2 separate regions of the Mus musculus genome follow, and region 1 is linked to region 2. The links are chromatin contacts, called in public HiChIP or PLAC-seq maps. All regions are on one chromosome and are shown on one strand. The core of a region is the stretch at or near the end of the contact, and the rest is flanking DNA. Distances in the headings are between cores, read along the strand shown. Region 1 holds the start of Cplx1 (complexin 1). Region 2 holds the start of Pcgf3 (polycomb group ring finger 3).

What was found. HiChIP or PLAC-seq counts read pairs in DNA pulled down with a chosen protein or histone mark.
Region 1: an H3K4me3 HiChIP or PLAC-seq map of embryonic stem cells shows a contact between it and region 2, with 26 read pairs. The contact joins the promoter of Cplx1 here to the promoter of Pcgf3 in region 2. A contact is called at or near these places in 3 of 484 Hi-C or Micro-C datasets (the N1E-115 cell line, cerebellum and embryonic stem cells), 8 of 115 datasets of contacts at active chromatin or transcription factors (the SCID.adh cell line, bone marrow-derived macrophages, embryonic stem cells and 1 more) and 3 of 9 other capture datasets (adipose tissue, macrophages and pancreatic islet).

What each region holds. Positions count from the first base shown.
Region 1 is chr5:108,544,981-108,552,057 of GRCm38.p6, forward strand. Cplx1 (complexin 1) reads right to left here and starts at 5,047. Exons shown (of 4, transcript NM_007756.3): 1 at 4,909-5,047; 2 at 3,526-3,629. The coding sequence starts at 3,556.
Region 2 is chr5:108,458,743-108,464,832 of GRCm38.p6, forward strand. It overlaps Pcgf3 (polycomb group ring finger 3), which reads left to right and starts at 2,517. Exons shown (of 11, transcript NM_172716.5): 1 at 2,517-2,709.

The sequences.
Region 1 (7,077 bases), core at 3,797-6,296, 89 kb after region 2:
ATAATGATATACCTGGGCTATTTGCTGCTTCCTACAATAAGTATTCTAGGGGATCTTGAATCACAGAATTGTACAGATATGGCTAGAGTGCCTGGCTCCAGTTTCAGGGCACTCTGCTGCAAGAAGAGTTTCCAGCTTCCAAGATAGTTGGCAGCAGGGGTGCTGACCACTGTCTCCTTCCTTCAGTGACTGAGCACTGGTATTGGTTCATTTAGGATTGGAGTAATTTAGTAAGTTCCAGAGTGGTCCAAGGCCACAAGGACATTCTTTTGGTAATAACGGGTTTGTCAACAGGGGCCATTATCTCCCATGATTTTGCCCTAAGAGAATGTTCCTTCTATCCTACCTGGCTTGTACAGGTACCCACAGTTATGCTGTTGCATGTGATGGGGTAGGAGTTTGGTGTCTGCTTGCAGGCTGAAAAAAAGATGAAGGGCAGCTGGCTGTTTCCTGATAAGGTACCTAGCCAAAGCCACTACTGTCTAAATCATGCCCCAAGGGCCTGCCTGTAGGATGTTTTGTGAGCCATGAAGCAGGGCATAAGAGCAAAGGGCATTGAGGGAAGGGGTTGTAAAGGACAAAGAACAGTAGGGCCTGCAGCAGTGGCTCAACCTCCAGACCTGAGATGCAGGCGTGGCACTTCCTGGCACTTCAGTGGTTACCGAGCAAAGAAAAGTGCTATGGCGGTCCTGTCTTAATAAGGCCTGGCTCAGACTCCTAGAGAGTTACACTGGGGCAAGAGAGCCATACCATGCAATTAGCAGCTTCAGGTGCAAGAATCCCAGGGACCAATATCTGGTGTCAGCCTGGACAGGGACAGTGGTGCAGCGATCACAAGGAGTCTGGGGGATCATGGCTAGGCAGAACAAGTGAAATGAGAGGGGTGAGAGAAACTGAGAGATAAAGCTATACTGCTGAGACATGACGGTGGGCATTTGTAATAGACAAAACAGCTGATCCAGAAAACGGGTCCTCACATTGGCCAGCTCCTCCTCAATAACACTATCCAGGCTTGCTCAGCTCTGCATAAGCCACACCCTGGGCACTTGTCCACCTGGCCCACGCCAAGGCATCAGACCTTCATCTTAAATCTTCCTTTTCTCATGCAGTGGGGGCTCTGAAGTATCCTGTCCTGATCCAAAGTTACCTCATGATCCACAGAGATAATGCAACAAATACCACTAGAACAGAGAACTGTTAGCAAATAGCAGAACTGGGGCCTGACAAAACCCCATTGGTCCACTGAACTTGTCCACACAACAGAATCCGGCTGTCTACGTAGCATCTACAGGAAGTAACTGAAATTACCTAAAACTTTGCAACATGACTCATTGTTCCATAGTGTTCACACACAAGTCTTGGTCTTTCTGAGCCTCATCTCTAGGATGCCACTGTGGCCCAGGCCTGCCTCTTAGGAGGCATTAGGGACATGCCAAAGGGAATAGAGAATGCTGGTAAAGTGCTACATGCCTGGCATGAGGCTTCAAAGTGGGGGCTGCTGCTCCTGACAGGCATGGTGCCAGAACAGCCAGGCAAAGACAAAAGCATGTACCACACCCACATCTAGCTAGATTCCAGACCTACCCCTCTTTGGCTTAGGGTCTTGTGAAGCAACAGATCACAAGTTCCTGAACCTGCAACCATAAGTTGAGATGGTCCAGTGAAAGAGCCACACATATGCTTCTGGGCTATTATTTTCTTTCCTATCACCTTTCTCTGGGCTTGATCCATATCTTGGGGTTTCTGTTGCCTTTTGACCCTTATCTGAAACTTATCCCTCTCTTCCAACCATCTCTGACTGGCTCCATTTTGCTCTGCTCACACACACCCTAAGACACCAAAGGTCACACACACATGGAGTTTGGAGTCCATGACAAGACTGTGAGTGGTGGATGGAAAACCACTACAGTTCTACTCAGCATCATGGAAGCTACATCCCTATCTCCATAAATGAATGTAAATTGAATATAGGGTAGTTTGGATGGTGCTCAGCCTAGTATGTGGCTACTACCCTGTAGCTTCTGTCTGCTGGTTACCACACCGCCCCAACAGCTTTCACAGCACCCCAAGAAGCACGCCCCATTGCTGGTGCAGGAGAAACTTTGGGCTGACATGGAACAATGAGGGAATCCAGGCTGGCAATTACCCAGCTAATTTCAGCTATGTAGACAGCCAAATCAGAGATTTCGGTTTCTTTAAAAGCCCACCTCAGGGCCAGAATTAGCCACAAAATTAATTGTCTGTAGCAGCCTGGGACTTTCTGGGTATAACACGGGTCTCTTCTGATACAGGATGCTGGCTTGTCCCTGAATCCTGTCCCGGTGATGTAATCATTATAATTAGATTCAACCTGAGTCTACCACAGTCGTGAACTCTCAGCAAGCACACTGGGTCTCCTTTTCATCACATATGAGTGAAGTCACAGACACCCTCTGGGAGATGCCTATTTCTGCAGACTTCTCCTCTTTCCTGGCCCCAAGGTCCCCACCAGCTTTCTCTCTGTGAGTGTTCCCCTTCCCTTTTCCATACCAGCAAAAGATGCCTAGCACATTCCAGCTCAGACCCACACCAGTCAAGGGGCTCCCCTGCAGGCCACAAGGACTCTTCAATAGTAAAGTTGGTGTGAACTCTCAGCCCTGAGGGTACACAAGGGTATCGGGGCACCCAGAGCAGGTAGCTCTGAACAAACATGAATTCCACCTAGGGCGATCTCAACCTCTACAGGCTTGAGCTGACCAAACTGCCCTGCTGAAACCCATTGCAGCCAGATGGGTACCAAACCTTCGGCTCACTGGTTCAGCACCTCCAGCACCTCCTGGCCAAGAGCTCAGTTGACTGTCCTCTACCAGCTTCTAGTCCTACTGTTGCTAGCTACAAAGATGGCTTTGGGCCAAGTGAGGACAGGACTCTTTTCAAATAGTGAGTGAGCAGGCTGCCCTCACGCAACGACATAAAAGGAAGCTATATATTCTCTGCAGAAGGGGTCTTGGTTGCATAGCTATCCCTTCTTGTCCTTGTGAATAGTACTGTGTCTTACCTGGGAGAAACCCATAGAGCCCAATGCCACAGTTGGGATCACCCAAATCCTGTTTCCTAACCCAGTCCTGGTGCACAGTTTGTTCCCAGGACTGACAGAATGAGGGCTGCTCACAAGCCTTGTTAGGATATCTGCCTTGATCAATGCTGCTTGGCTCTTGATGTGTCTCAGGATGACCAGTGGGTTCCACTGCACCATGGCATGGGGACATGGGGCCATATTACACAGCACGTCCTCCCCATATCTCATATTAAATCCCAAGGCTTGAGTCACCAGGGGATTCAAAAGTACTGGGCTGGGGGACTGCCTTAGGCTTGTTCAGAGTGTAAGCAACCATCTGCAGAGCCTGTGCGTGAGGTCAGAAGTGGTCATGCAGCCATGTGTTTTCGTGCCACTGCAGTGGTGGAGACATGTCTCTCTGAGTATCAGGTGTCTGTGTATCGCTGGAGGCCCAAACCCATGCGCCCCCCCCCTTGCCCACCTCCTACCTCCCAGGGCTTGTTTCATCACGAACTCCATGGTGATGGCTTGGTTCCTCAGGAGCCACTCCCGGGGTCAGATTTCACATTCAAGTGTGGTCAGGGTCTTCTGCCTAGAGAGAGTAGGTGGTCATAGGTACCCTGACCAACCTTTCCTGAGACCCTCATCTACTCCTTGCTCTCCTCTCCACTATCCCAAGAGTCTAGGGTGAGAGGCTTTGTTCCCACACCCAGACCAGGATGGCAGGGTTCAGAGCCCAGCCAAACCAACAGTTATCTTGCTTCTTCTGGGGTTTCTGAAGGAAGCTTTTAGATGCCACTGCAGCTCACAACCTGGGGCCACCAGTTACTGGAGACTGGCGCCAGCCTCCTCAAGCGGGGGTGGAGCCCAGGGGGCATTTGAAGGTCAATGCTCCGCTGTAGCACCCAGGTTCTGGCTGCTCAGCCTCCTTGGCAGTTTTGGAGCTGTGGGGCAGGGGTCCCTCTGGGGAAGAATTGGAGAGACAAGTCCATGAATGTCCCTCAGGAAAGGTCCTTATGACTTCTGACTAGTCTCAACTATATCTGTCTCTAGAGAGACTCTGGAGGCCCACAGCAGAACTGGCCCTGGATGGAGTCCCCGTCTTCCAGTGGGAGGGGAAACAGATGACCCACTCCTGCTTCTGCATGGGGTAGGGCAACCCAAGTCAGAATGCCCAGCGTGGACTAAAGTGCCAGCAGCATTTAGAAAGGTGCTTTCTGTAATGCCAACAGCTGCAAAGACATCCCTCTTTGTAGAGTCTTTCCTATCAGGGAACCTGGTCCTGAGGGATCCAGTGTTTCACAGGTTTCTCTCTGCGGAATGAGACCCGAAGGGGTGCCAGGCAGGAAGAGTGTCCGAGAAGCTAGGGGTTCAGGGATGCCTTTGCAGCAAAGCCAATTGCCTTCTAAACTTCTCTCTGTTTCCGGGAATCGGGGGATGGGGGCTCCGCAGGGCCAGCTGTAGAGAGGCTAGGACGCTGCGGAGATTCCGCAAAGACCAAGGCATCCCGTTCTCTCGCGGCCGCCGCACCCTTTGCTTTGCTGGGCGAGGTGCCCGACCGGAGCACGGCCTCAGGCCGGAGCGCGCCAGGGAAAGAAGAAAGAAAGAAAGAAAGAAAAAAGATGCCTATGGGAAAGGGAATCAAGGGCCGTTTCAGCACCTCACGATGGACAGCGCCTTTCAGGCTGAGCAACCTTGGGTCTGAAAGACAAGGAACCAAGAGTAGGGGAACCTAGGATATGGGTAGGAGACCCACGGCTAGAAAGCGGGGATCCAGAAAGGGAAGCCCAGGAGTCGGGAAGAAAACTGGGCTGGGAAGGGGAAAGGAGGGAGCCGGTTAAGGTCGGACTGGCTGCTAGGGCGCCGGTTACCTTCCAAGGTGGACGATCAACAGCAGCGCGCTCTCAGGCCGGCGGGGTCCATGTGGCGCTCTGTGCTGCTGCGGCGGCTGAAGGACACCGCGAGGAGGGCGCGTCACTCAGAGGCGCCCCCGCCCGCGTCCCGCATGACGAGGAGGGCGGGGCTCGGCGGAGGTAGGGGGGGCAGCCGCGCCCCCGGTTCCCAGATCCTGGCCTGGCGCGCGCGACAGCTGCATTAGGGGCCCCTCTTTGGCCTGGGCCACTCTCTCCACACCGGCTTGGAGACCCTCCTGAAGTCCTACTGAAGCGCCCTCCTGAAACGCTGGGAGAATGCAGGGATGGGGTCACCATCCCTAATCTACCAACCACGTTTGCTCCTGACCGGGTTTCTTTGCTCTTTGCTGGCAGGGCGGGAGAAGGCGAGCACAGCCCGAGACCCCCGATCGAGCAAGATAGGCCCACACATCCAGGCTTCTCCGGTGTGCAGAGCCGCCAAATGTGGCTTTGGTGGGATAGAAACCCCAGTCAGTCAGGGACGCCTGAAGGTCACTGCGGACATGGATGGGCGGGGGCTCCTGGGAGACAGCCACAGCCCCGCCTCTAGGCCGCCCCTTCCCCTGGCACCGGGATTTCAACTCTGCGGCAGCTGCACTGCAGAGCCCAGTGGCCACAAGGTTGGCCTGGTATCCCTGCAGTTATCCTGGGGGGCTTCTGTGAGGCAATCGTCTTCGCAGAAGTCAGAGCATGTGGGGACACCTAAGCTGTTTTTTATTCTGGCTAGCCAGGTGGTAATTCCTGACCCGCAGAGTCTAGTGCTGATGGCCATTGCTTTAACTGTTAATGTTCCTCCTGGCTGAGTCATTCTTAAGGATTAGGTTGTTCTTGACCTTCACCCAATTCAGTGAAACTTCTTGCCTCATGAGTATTCCCCCTTCACCAACATTCCAAAGCTGCCCCAGGGTGCTTGGTGGCTTGAATTCGAGGGCTAGGGGTGGGGAGTAAGGGAGGGTCCATTCCAGACTTGCTTTTATCAGTTTTTGTTCCTTTGACCTAGCAGATTCAAAGTAGAAGAGACCAGGAACGGAGCTGGAGTGGAGACAAGAAGAGAAAGTGTTAAGCCCCACACCTTCTGCCCTGACTTCAGCCTGGGGCCCTGGAGTTAAGGATACTGTCTGATCCCACTGGTGAAGTGCCTGCACTGCACACAGGCATATGCCTAGGAGGAGAGGATCATTTAGGAAGTTGGGCATGACTCACATCAGACACAGAAGAGTTAAGTCTCCCAGTGCCCTTCCTACTGGCACTGTCCATCTCAGTTCACCCACCACACTCATGGTAAGGTTGGTTGATGCCCAGAGCCTTGTTCAGGCCCAGGACTGATGTCCTGTGGAATGGGGTCACCTGCACACAGATGTGCCCAGTCTGGCTCATTCTGTGTTTTCGGAGTCTATAGTAGCTAGCAAAAGCAAGGGCCACAGCAAGACAGACTCATTACTTCTCACCTGCTTTTCTTCTCCCCGCCACGCCACCAGATGGACCTGACCTTCTGTCAGCAATCCCATAGAAGACCCTGGGTTAACCTCTTGAGACAAAGCAGGCCAACCTAATCCATTCATAGTCCTGAGCCCAGCTGAGATTATTAGAGGCAAAGGACCCTAGGACTAGTGGGCTTCCACTTTTACTTCCTCTGTCTCTGGCTGTCTCTGCCTTCCTGTGTCTACCTTTGTCTCTCTATCGTCTCTATATCTGCTGTTCTTGTTTTTATGTCTCAGTGTATCTCTCTTTGTTTCTCTGTCCTAGCTTTTTTTCCCTCCCTCCTGTATGGGTGTTTGTCTGCATGTCTGTGGACCACATGTGCATCTGGTGCCCACAGCATCCAGGAAAGAGTGTTGGATCCCCCTGGGACTGGAGTTACAGATAGTTGTGAGTTACCATGTGGGCACTGGAAATCAAACCTGGGTCCTCTGAAAGTGCAGCCAGTGATCTTAACTATCGAATCATCTCTCCAGTTCCCTAGTTTAATTTTGTATATGTGTTGTTTTGGTATTTATTTATTTATTTATTGGGTTGTTGTTTTCAAAGAGGTTCTCATGTGTTACAGGCTGGTTTTGATATATAGGCAGTGATGACTTTTGTATTTGACCTTCACACTCCTGGCATCACCTTCCAAGTCCTCAGAGT
Region 2 (6,090 bases), core at 1,267-3,766:
TGCTTTCAGCCACTGCAGGTAAATCAGCTCCACTATGGCCTTGAGGTGCAGGTGCGTAGTGTGCCCAGAGGCATCAGGAGAGCTGTGCAGTCTATGAGTGAGCACAAGAACAACAACAAGGAGTAGGAGGAACTAACCACAAGACAGGACCTGGGAGGAGTTTTACTCTTTTCTCTGCAATTGGCGGCCTCACACACTGTACCCAGGTGCTATAGGATTCTTTCAAGACAGCTAGGGGTAAGAGAGCAACCCAAGAGGAGAACATAGCTAAGTTAAATACTGCAGGGGTCACAGAGGTCATAACAGACCTTGAATTTAGTTCCAAATGTCTTGGAGCCCTGGGTCCAACATTTGTTGGAAGGCAGGGCAAAGCTGACAGGCTTAAGAGAGAACTTGCTTAGATGTAGAATCATAGAGTTAGAGAGACGGCTCAGCAGTTAAGAGCACACTAATCTGGGTTTCATTTCCACATGGCAGCTAAAAACAATTGTCTTTAACTCAGTTTTAGGGGATCCAATACTCTATTTTAGCCTCCAAGGAAACTGCACACATGTGGTATACAGACATGCATGCAGGCAAAAACACCCATACAATTAAAATAAAGATAATCTTTTGAAATGTTTTTTTTAAAAAGAGATATAGGGTCAGTTCACTCTGTTCTGGGTTAAGACAGCAGCCTAGGTGGGTGGGTGATGTGAAGACCATCATTACAGAGAACAGAGGGTTTACCAAGTACCCCAGAGAGGCTAGCTGGAGACAGAAGTAAGGAAGAAGGCATTCCCTCCCCTATCATCAAACTGAGCACCATAATTTCAGGTTTCTTCATTTGCTTGGCTGAACAAAAATATATACATGTACCTGTGAACTTAGTATCAAGACAGTCACATGATTTCAGGTCTCTTCTAGTCTCCAGAAATCTGGTTTCTGTCCTAGGTAAAGCCACTGGGTGGGTTTTGAGCAGGGAATTTCCCCCCAATTAATGCTTTATAAAAGCCACTATTTTGTGCTGAAAGTAGTCAGGGAGCAAGGACAAAACACAAGGATACTAGTTGAAAGCTATCTGCTCACCTAGGGATACAGGGTTAGGATTGGGGAAGGGACACATAGCTGGATTCTAATGTGTCAGCTGTTAGTTAGAGGAAGACTTCAGCGCTGGAAGGTGGGGGCCTAAAGTGGGCAACAACTTTCAGGAGAAACCAGAGGTTGTGTAAAGCGAGAGTTCCCTGAAGGTATCCCTGATAGACACAGAAGCAAGGTCTGAATCCTGGACCTAGAATGACATCTGAATATGGTCTTACCTAAGGCATGACAAGCCCATGTGAAGACAAGTGGTTTAAGGGTCTAGCTGTCTGTCAAGCTAGATGACTTCCTGAGATCTGTGCCCTAAGTCCAGGCCTGCTCATGGTCTTCTCAACAGTACCTCTTTGCTACCTCTAATACCAACACCAGATCCTCCATTATTCTAGGACTCTCCCTCAACCTTCTCCCCCATCAGTAGTCTCTCTGTGATACAAAGGCTGCCAGGCTTCAGTAGAGTATATTTGCCTTCCTGGGTGCCTATTCTGTTTTCCTTTCTTTCTTTCTTTCTTTCTTTCTTTCTTTCTTTCTTTCTTTCTTTCTTTCTTTCTTTCTTTCTTTCTTTCTTTCTCTGAGACAGGGTTTCTCTGTGTAGCCCTGGCTGTCCTGGAACTCGCTTTGTAGACCAGGCTGGCCTCGAACTCAGTAATCCACCTGCCTCTGCCTCCCAAATGCTGGGATTAAAGGCGATAACCCCTTTCAACCTCATTCTTTGCATGCCCCTTCTCCCAAACACCTGCTGGTTGGCCACCTTGCTGCTTCCTTGTCCCACCGCCTGTCTAGCATACAGCTGCCACAACCACTTTGTTTCCTAAGAACAGACTTCCAGTCCAGCATGGTAGGGCATTCCTTTAGTCCCAACACTTGGGAGGCAGAGGCAGGCGGATCTATGTTAGTTCGAGACCAGTCAGGGCAACACAGAGAAACCCTTTCTCGAAAATACAAGTAAACAAACAAACAAACAAACAAACAAGAACAGACTTTCTTTTCTCAGTTTATGCCCTCTGCCAGTCACAATGCACAGTGGACAACGGACAAATTGTGGGTTTCCACGGTCCGAAAGGCCAGCATAAGGGTCTCTCTGTGTCCACAGTGATTCCAAGAAAGGACAAAAATGTAAGCAGAAGGTTTATGGGGGTAGGAAACCCGTGGTCTAGATACTCCGGTTTCGTTCCTAACTCATGCAGTTGCCTGTCAGCGCGCGTCCTGAACAACCCGGCGGAGTTTCTCCAGGTAGTGCTTCTGACCACGCCTCCTGACCCACCTCTCACCTGTGACCACACCCCCGAGCTCCACCCTGCCTGTCTCGCCGAGCCAGCTTCCTGAGTCAATTGCTGCCTGCACGCGCCTGCGCTCTCTGGCCCCTCCTGCACCCCACCCCTATAGGCTCCGCCTTTCAGAGGCCCCGCCTCTCTCGTTTGCGAGGTGGGAGCTGAGCCACACACTGCGCATGCTCCAGCCGCGGCGCCCCCGACTCCGCACTCGGCTGGGTTCGGGCATTTCCGCCTCTTTGTTTTAAACTCTGCACGGCTTTTTTCTCCTCCTCTTGGGGGGGACCCAGAGGGAGCGGCGCCCCCTCCCCCTCCCGGCGAGCCCCCGCGTGCGCCCGCTCGCCCGCCGCCCGAGACGCAGGTCAGTGAGCCCGCCCCGCCTGGCCTGGCCCGCGCGCCCGCTCCTCAGGCCGCGGGCCTCGGCCCATGGGCGGCAGAAGGCTGCGAGCCCAGCGCCCCCGGCAGGCCCGGGAGGCGGGACCCTAAAAGCCTGCGAGAAGGCCAGGACTTCTCGCAGGTCTGGACCCCGGGAGGGCAGAACCCAGGGCCATGCTGGATCCCGGAACAATCTGGACCCAGGGAGGACAGGGACCTTGGACCAGACAGAACCCGGGGAAGAGCCTGCACAAGGCTGGACCCTTGACCAGGCTAGACCGGGGTGGGCAGAATCCTAGACCAGGCAGAACAGCAGCCGAGGTGGATTCCGAGCAGTCTGGACCCCGAGAAAACAGGACCTAGGGAAGACAAGGAGCTCAGTCCGGCTAGACCTGGCACCAGGCACGATTCCAGAGAACAGGACCCCGGAAGAACAGGAGTCTGGGCCAGGCTGGATCCAGGGGGATCAGGACCGCAGACCAGGCAGGACCCAGGACCAGGCCAGAATTACTGAGGGCTACTCACTGAACAGTCCTTAGGACTGGGCAGCTCTCCCATAGTTCTGGGACCCCAGGACAGGTGGAGCCCCGACTCTTGGAATGGACACTTGGGGGAGGGTCAGTATTAGAGACCTGACAAGAGTCTAGAAAAGGTCATTGAGGAAGAATGGCTCCCAGGACCTGGCAGGACTTAGAAAATGGCAGAATCACTTAGATGGGCCAACTAATGATAGATTACAGAGGAGGGTTAAGACCCTGAGACCACCCCACAGAGGGCCAGGGTGCTGGGACAAGGCCATAGGAAGGTCAGATCTCCCAGGGACAAATCGGCTGTAGAGAGCTGGGAAATCAAGGCTGGCTCAAAGGAATCTGGACCACTGTGGCAGTCCTTTGAGCAGTTTGAGGCCCTGAGGGTGAACTGTGAGGAGAGTTCAGAATATAGATAGGCTTCAGGACAAACAGGACCAAAGGTGGGTCCCTTTAAAATGAAAGCCTTGGAGCTGAACCGTGAGGATGGTCCTCAGGGATTACTTAGATAATAGTTGGAACTTTAAGGCAGGGAGGGCCTAGGACTCTAGTAATTGACCCCCGAACTCTGCTGAAAAGACTACTAGGCATTGGGAGGTTTCGATCAGCCCAGCCACAGGGAACCTTTGCTATGAAGTGCTTACACTCCCCACAGGTCCCCTAGCTTCTTGATGTTACAGAGTGGGTGAGGCTCTCAGCACAGTTGCAAGGCAAAGTTGGAGCTCAGCTGGGCTCCAAGGACTCAGGTATCAAGGGCATGCCCTGTGCTTGCTGCTTCATGCCCCAAGCCTCCAAGTTGCCTTTCGTCTGGTCTCCCCAGCTCCTACAGGACTGTGCCTTTCCCTAGTCTTGACCCCAGGTCAGTGGCTGTACCTTCACCCTCCTTCCTCCTCTCCCAGCAGGTCTTGAGGGTGTGGTGTAGAGAGGCTAGAGGCTAGGTGTCCAGTGGGGAGGAGGCCTTCCAGGAATAGGTAGGAAGGTGAGGGCAGTGAGCAGAGAGGACTGAGGGCCTTTTGAATAGATGAACACCTAGCACCCACACTCCTGTTTCTCTCCTAGAAAGGAAAGAGTTTTTGTTTCTCTGAAATCTTCCCAGCCAGTCTGTCATGGAGAACACAATATTTGTGGAAAAGTGAGATGTGTTTTTACTGTTGTGGGAGACACTAGGGCAGGTACTGAGATGTTCACTGAAAACCTGATATGTTTCAAGATAAGAAAGCAAGGCATTCTAGAGTGGCCTAGCTCCCACACAGACCTGGGTGGTCAACAATGGCTGTGTTGCTCTGTGGAAGTTCTGCTCTGTCAGGCTGCACTTAAAAGTGCTGGAGACAGGGTGAGAGCAAACTCTGGGCTGTTTGGATTCCTAAGAGATATTTGAGCTGGCCAGTTCTATGTTTCATTTTGAGCCACATCACGGTTTGGTTTCTCAGGGAAAAACAAGTCTAGGTTTCTTAGCATGGGTGTCAACTGAGTTGTGTTCAAAGTGGAAAGTTGTTATTTGCCAAGTGTCCTCACACTTGGGAATCTTGTACCGAGCGCTTACCTCTGATTTTTTTCTTTGCTGTGCCCTTTATTGTATTTTGCTGTGTGAAATGTTAGACAAGAACTGAGCATTTGTTTAGGTTTGATGGTGATCTTCAATTTCCTATGCTTGGATTTCTGAACATAGAATGGTATTGAAGGGTTATATTATTTATATGTTGCTATATAACAAGCTACCTTAGAATGTAGTGCCCTAAGATACCTAAGATATTGGTTCTGCTAGAAGGTGACGAGCCCAGGCCTGACTTTTCAGGTTTCCTGGCCAGGTTCCTTGGTCAGGGTACTAGTTAGGTCAGTAGAAGGTGGATCAGGCTCTGCAGTATTGCTGTCAGCCAGGCACTTAGCAAGTTTTAAGTATCATGTGGCCCATACCCTAGAAAATTTCATAAACAAATTAAGAGTTATGTGTAGATGCAAACATGATCTCTCACAACTGTAATCCCAGCTCTTGGGAGCTGAGACAGTTTCAGTGAGTTTGAGTTTGAAGCAAACCTGCACTACAGTAGTGAATTCCAGACCGATTTGGCCTATAGAGTTAGATTCTATCTCAGAAAATTGTTGTATGTAGAATGGTGTGTTAGAATAAGGCCTCTAAATAAGGTATATAAGGTTCCTTTGATGTTACTATAAAAGTTCAGATGATTGTAATGCATGCATGTATACCATTTAAGAGGCATCTGCTATAAAAGAAAAGGTTCCTGGTAGTTAACTTACTATTTGGAATGCTCTGGCAAGCAGACCCCTGTGGATAAAGTGGGGTGGATATAGGAGCATAGCATCTAACCTCTGAGTGAGGGTTTTCCAGTATTCTCAGAGCCTTGGCAAGTTATTCTGAAAGAAATTATAAGCCAACCCTCTAGATTTTCTTAACCATCTTAAATAATATGGAGAAAGTGTCTTTTCTGATACATTAGGTCTCATGCACTAGGTTATAAGTGACTTTCAAAATAGTAAGATGTGAGGTTCTGAAAAAGTTGGGATTTCTGTTCCTTGTGGGAATACTATGCTCAGAGACCTGCAGACAGGAGCCCTTTCTCCCAGCCCAGGTCTGGGGTAGGGGTGGAATACTAATCAGAGTACTTATCCAAGGTCGTTCTGGATACTCTTGTCCCTGATGGCCACTTCCCTGTCATTGCTGGACTTTGGGAGGTTCCACCTCAGGTTTGCAAGGTCACACTCACTAGAATCATTTGTGTTTTAAAACAAGATTTGTTTGGGTCTGTGTTATTCTTTAATTACCTTTTATGGTTTGCTGCCTTGTTTGTTTGATGTTCAAAATTGGATTTAAAGTTGAAGAT